Regions from separate parts of the Pan troglodytes genome. Here region 1 is linked to region 2. The links are chromatin contacts, called in public Hi-C maps. All regions are on one chromosome and are shown on one strand. Each heading gives the region's core, a stretch centred on a gene start, on an enhancer-like site or on the middle of the called end of the contact. The rest is flanking DNA. Distances are from core to core; before and after follow the strand shown. Region 1 overlaps AOPEP (aminopeptidase O (putative)). Region 2 overlaps AOPEP (aminopeptidase O (putative)).

Evidence for each region. A called contact is a pair of places that touch in the nucleus more often than the background predicts.
Region 1: a contact with region 2 is called in a Hi-C map of stem cell-derived neural progenitor cells, with 2.9 times the contacts expected there. The contact joins two enhancer-like sites. A contact is called at or near these places in 2 of 7 Hi-C or Micro-C datasets (blood and stem cell-derived neural progenitor cells).

The regions. Positions count from the first base shown.
Region 1 is chr11:43,634,324-43,637,023 of NHGRI_mPanTro3-v2.0_pri, reverse strand. All of the region lies in intron 5 of AOPEP (aminopeptidase O (putative)), which reads left to right. Among named protein-coding and RNA genes, the nearest start is that of AOPEP, 140 kb to the left of the region's middle. Within about 2 kb of position 1,278, at least 9 of the 24 cell types and tissues checked have an H3K27ac peak or open chromatin away from gene starts, as enhancers often do. A contact at or near this core is called in stem cell-derived neural progenitor cells, where this site is marked.
Region 2 is chr11:43,587,893-43,590,735 of NHGRI_mPanTro3-v2.0_pri, reverse strand. All of the region lies in intron 5 of AOPEP (aminopeptidase O (putative)), which reads left to right. Among named protein-coding and RNA genes, the nearest start is that of MIR23B, 170 kb to the right of the region's middle. Within about 2 kb of position 1,480, at least 10 of the 24 cell types and tissues checked have an H3K27ac peak or open chromatin away from gene starts, as enhancers often do. A contact at or near this core is called in stem cell-derived neural progenitor cells, where this site is marked.

The sequences.
Region 1 (2,700 bases), core at 29-2,528, 46 kb before region 2:
TGACTGGGAAGCAGGAGTCGGCCTGAAGCCAGGAGGGCCGAGCACACAAAGAGCCATGTGGCTCAAGGGGGAAATGGACATGCGTGCCCTTTTCAAGTTTCTGAAATCAGTGTATTTCTGAAGAATCATTTAAATAAGCTCACCAGCGTGTTTTATTTTGTGAAATGTGGGGCATGCCGGTTATGAAATGGGAACTCTGAAATGTGATACATCCATCTTAACCAGCTCAGGGTTTATTCAATTCTTCCAGCCCTAATCCTATTAACTCTCATGCACAAAGGAAATACAGGACTCCTCTCTGATGATTCTATCCAGGCCTCCTGGCATTTGGAAACCAAACTTTAAATTTTACAAATGATGTCTACTAGTTCATTAAAAACTAATCATAATAATGTTTTTAATAAACTAATAGGCTTTACATGTAAAATCTAAAATTTGAAGGTAGCTTCAAGCATCAAGGAAGCTACCTTTCAAAATTTTAGATTGTTTACTTTAAGAAAAGGCATTAGAAGAGATTGATGATTTCAATCAGTATATAGAATTGGAGGATTTTTAAAAAAACAATTTATTTGAATATGGAAATTTTTGGTGTGAAGTACATCAAATATAAGTCTTTTTCAAACCAAATCTTTGGTTTTACAAATAAAGCTTATTGGTTGATTAAAAATACAGCCAGCATCAATGTAACCAGTGTTCAAATTGGATTTTTTAGACTGTTTACTTAAGGGATTTTGAAGAGTTTGGTGACTCATAATCAGTTTATAAAATGTGAGGATTTTTTAATAGCAGCCTTATTTAAAATAAGTCAAAATGTTGGTGTGAAATGCATGAAACTTATTTCTGGCTGTATGTCATTTGGACATAAATCTAACCCAGCAAAATTCCAAGATCTAATTATGATGCTATGGGAAGCTAATCTCATTGCAGTGAAGATGAGCTAATGACACATTAGTCCATATTGTATTATATACTTTTCAGTCTGCTGCCTGCTATTTTGATTAAATTTACTTCCTACCATTCAGATTTGAAACAGCAAAGCCTTTCTGTTATTACCTATCAAGTTTATAAAGCCTTTCTCTGAAATTTTGAAGTGTTTTAGATTTCCATCACTTACAAAATTTTATACAATGCTTAATGTAAAATCACAGAAGATTTGCATTTATCCCCTTTCTGTTTAGAAGTACTTGCTATTTCCAGGTACCAGGCTGTAGTCAGCACGGCCCACTCTCGGCCGAGGTGGCCTGGAATGTCTAGTCATTTCAGTTTACATAACAGTTTCTCTGGCCTGTTTGCTTTCAGAGGTCACTTCAGTGTCAGCCTCAGCAGTCCACGTATAAGTCTGCCTGTTCCACATGATTCACAGAGGGAAAGAAAATACTGTATCTGAGGCATTCTTCCTACTTTGCGTAGCCCATATTATTTGAATGTACATTAAAACAGTGATAACATTCACCTCATACACTGAAGAGTAGATTTGTTTTTCTTTCTGATTTCTTATTCTGTCAGACTCTTTTCCTGACTGGAAGACACCTAGTTTTCTAGCCAGGATAGCTGAATGCTCCCTTTGCAAACACCTTGGCCTGAAGTTAGAATGAAACTGTGGTCAGCACCCCTTATCATTCTTCAGAAAGTCTTCCCAGCCCTGATAGGATCTGTTCTGATTCGGAATATCAGGGAACATTTCTTGGTGAATAAACCTGGCTTCTTATATACTGGTGCAGTCACTTCCCTGTAACGAGGTAATTTAAGCCAGTTGCCTTTCATTTCAACCATGTCAAAGTATCAAATAAAGCTATAACTTCAGACCAGCCAGGAAAATGAGAGGCCGGACAGAGTAACATGTTTATAATATAAATCCTTCCTGTTTTCTCAACCCATGCTCCCCTGGCTGTTTTCCATTCTGACAGAACACTCTGGAGATTTGCCTACAGACAGTGACCACCAATTTAAAGATTTGTTGATGACTAAGAAAAATTCCAAAGCTGCAAATGAACGAATCCAATGCTGACTAAAACAACTGACCAAAATTACTAATTCCTAGGCTGCTTTAGCACGAATGGTCATAACAACTGGGATAGCAGGCCTGTGTCACTCATTCCCTAGTAAAGCAGCTTGGAGGCCACAGGTGACTTCCTCTTCTTTCCAGACTGAGATGTACCAGAAATAGTGCAGTTCACCAGTTTGGGGAAGGCAGTTGTCTGGGAGTAACCATACCTGCAAATCACTTGATCTGAAGGACTGTGCTTGCTGACTTGAGAACATCTATTTTCTTCAATTTTAGATGTAACACGGCTACCTTGTACTCACTTTGAGTCTCACCGAATTCCCGTGCATTGAGGGTCCACTGGAATTCTTTGTTCATGGGCATTTTGACTGCTAGTATGGATGAGGTGGTGAGAAATGGTGGCAGACACACATAATTTGTGTGTCCCATATTTTCATTTTGCACCAAGCTTCTTTGCTCCCATGCATGCTCCATTGCTGCATCAGATTTCACTTACAAAGTGTAGGTCCAAAGATAACATTAACAGGAGTTTCAAGACAGTGACAGCAGATCATTAAACCAAGTGTGGGATGAGTGGGGCCTTGTGACTACACAGGCCAATGCAGTGGAAGCTCCCTATGTTACCTTCCCTGATTTCATTCCTTTCTCTGCCCCTCTCCCAGCAACCACTATAATTTTCTATTCTCATGTGTATC
Region 2 (2,843 bases), core at 231-2,730:
TCCTCCAGCTCCCGCTGCACTACCAGTCACTGCACCAGCCCCAGCAAGGTCTTGTCACTCCAGTGATATTGTTTCAAGAAAGGAAAAACCTCTCCAGTGTGTGCCAGTGTTCATTGTATTTTTTGTTACTTGCAGCTGAATACATTCCAAACAGACCCGGGTGCCTTTCAGATCACAAAAATGTAACCACCTAGGAATGGGGACATGGGCAGGCAGAATTCTTTAGAACGAAAGGAATTCCTGGGATCCTTGCCCACATTTTCACCACGGTGAACACATGCAAAGAATGATGAGTCAAGGGAACCATCCAGAGAAATGGGATTGAGCTGTAGATATCCAATAAACCTGATGCATTCCATTTGGGGAGAAGAAATAGAAGGCTCATAATTTTAAATGGAAAGGTTAGTTAAAATCAGGAGACTTTGGAGAGACTTTTATTTGTTTATTTTTGTTTCTGGTGAGGTTTATTACCTTTCAGAGGGACATGCTGTTAAGTTGAATACCTCTGAGAACGACCATCTGTCACATATTTTCCAGGACCACCCTGGGAAATAAGAAGCATATTGTCTCCTTATCTCGACAAGCGTGCCATGGTGGTCTATCCATGGAGTCATAATTTGAGATTAGGAAATATGCTGTTATTCTTAAAAGCTCAATTATTTATGAATCCCCAATAGCCAGGTGATCCCTTATACTTAGTGGCATTTATTGATGCAGATGAGTACTTTGAAAAATTAAGAGAGACATTTACTTTTTAAGCTACCACTAAGACGGTCTCTGACCGGATAAAGATAACTTGAGCAGGCGAATTTGTTTAACAAAGGTGGTGACATATATTGTGGCAGCTGAATGCCCCCTTACAGCCAAGGGAGAACAATCAGTGAATTCATTCGTTTAATTCATGAATTTTCCTTCTATTTACACTTTAAACAAACATGCCAGTTGTTTGCTTAGTTAACAAGCTCTGCCTTCATTATACGCCATTAGTGGCTAATAATAATTGAAACTGTGTTTGGATTTCACAAATACAATAAACCCAATTAATTTCACCCTTAGTAATATGGAATTTGTCTGATCAACCTGAGCTAGGCAGAAGTTTGTGTCTTTGCCCTTTGCATGAAGGGTTTGCTAAATCATCTTATAGCCATAAATAGGAATTCTTCATAAGAAAAACTAAACAAAACAGCTTAAATCCTAATGCTTCTAAGGGGCCAGGCAGCAATATAAATTAGTGAATGGGTTGGATAGAGCATCCTCTAAGAAACACTTGGTCTACTTTTGATGGAGACATGGATATAAGAAATATTTCACTTTTTAATCCTGTGATAAGAAGGAAAAATCCACACACATGATTATAAATGACAAGGAGGCTCAGCCAATGGCAGGGAGACAGGAGGGAGAAGTTGGGACCACAGCAAACTGGAGAGCCCAAGCCCTGTCTGAAAGGACCAGCTCCGATTCAGCTGCAGTTACTACATAAGAATGCAGGCCTGTGATGAGGGACTCCCAAGCAGGTTTTGCCTGCTTCTCGGATTTCACCAGGGTGAATCATAACAGGGACCTGATAAATTCCTATCTTTGAAATGCTCTGTAATGCTTATTATCGTTCTTAGGAAATGATAAAATATTGCCCTTTGGCATTAGACGTGTGTGTGTGTGTGTGTGTGTATGTACAGGATAAATATGTGCCCACTTCTAAAAAAGACCTGGGCCTAGTGTGGCCACATCTTTCAAATTTTTAATGTAATGTCAAAATCTGGATTTCTGGATAAAATCTTCCCATTTATAAACTTTGGCAATGAGTTTTTGCTACTTAAGCTGATGCTGTGCAGCCACCACAGTGCAGATCAGCAGCTCTCAATGTGGTCTCTGGACCAGCCACATTAGCATTACCCGGGAACTTCACAGAAATACAGGTTCCTAGGCCCTACCCAGGCCTACTGAAACAAACTCTGTTGGGGTGAGGCCCAGAGATCTGTTTTAACAAGCCTTTCAGGTAGGGCTGCCAGCTTTTAGCAAATATTTCATGGAACATACACCAAAAAATTATTCGTTGTTTATCTGAAATTCAAATTTGACTGCGTGTGCTGCTTTCTTATCTAGCGGACCTACCTCCCGGTGCTTCTGATACCCGCTGGTGTTGATCAAGCAAAACGTGTATGAGCCAGGCTGCTTGTGTTTGAATCTGCTTTGACACATATTAACTCTGGGATTTTAGGCAAGTGACATAATTTCTGTGTGGCTTGGTTTACTTACATGTAAAATAGGCACGATAATAATTTCTTCCTCATGGAGTGGTTGCTGGAATTGAATGAGTTAACGAACATAAAATACTTAGAACTTTGCCTGGGAGAAAATAAACAATGTATGTGTTTAGTATCATCATTTTATTTTTTCTTTTCTTTCTGCTCTAATCATCACCGCTCCTGCCACCACGCAGCCATCAGGGAATATGAGAACTCATCTTCCTTCAATTCTTTTTTCCTGGATCTAACTTTGATTTAGCAGAATTGATTCTAACGTGCTATTCCCCAAGGCCACTCTGTTGCTTGTTCCTACCCAGAGTTACCCTTCCTTTGAAATCTGGTTGACAGTATGGCGGTCTGGCAGGGAACCCATTCTTGCCTCCACCCCGACGTCCTGCTGCCTGACCAGAGTTACCCTTGCTTTGAAATCTAGTTGACAGTGTGGTGGTCTGGCAGGGAACCCACACTTGCCTCCACCCCAACGTCCTGCTGCCTGAACTCTGTCAGCCGGCAGTGCCTCTGTTGCGCTCAGGCCTCTTGTTGTACAGACCAGCCTTGCTACTTCGTGTCTGCTTTCACCAGCCCAGCAGGGCAAGT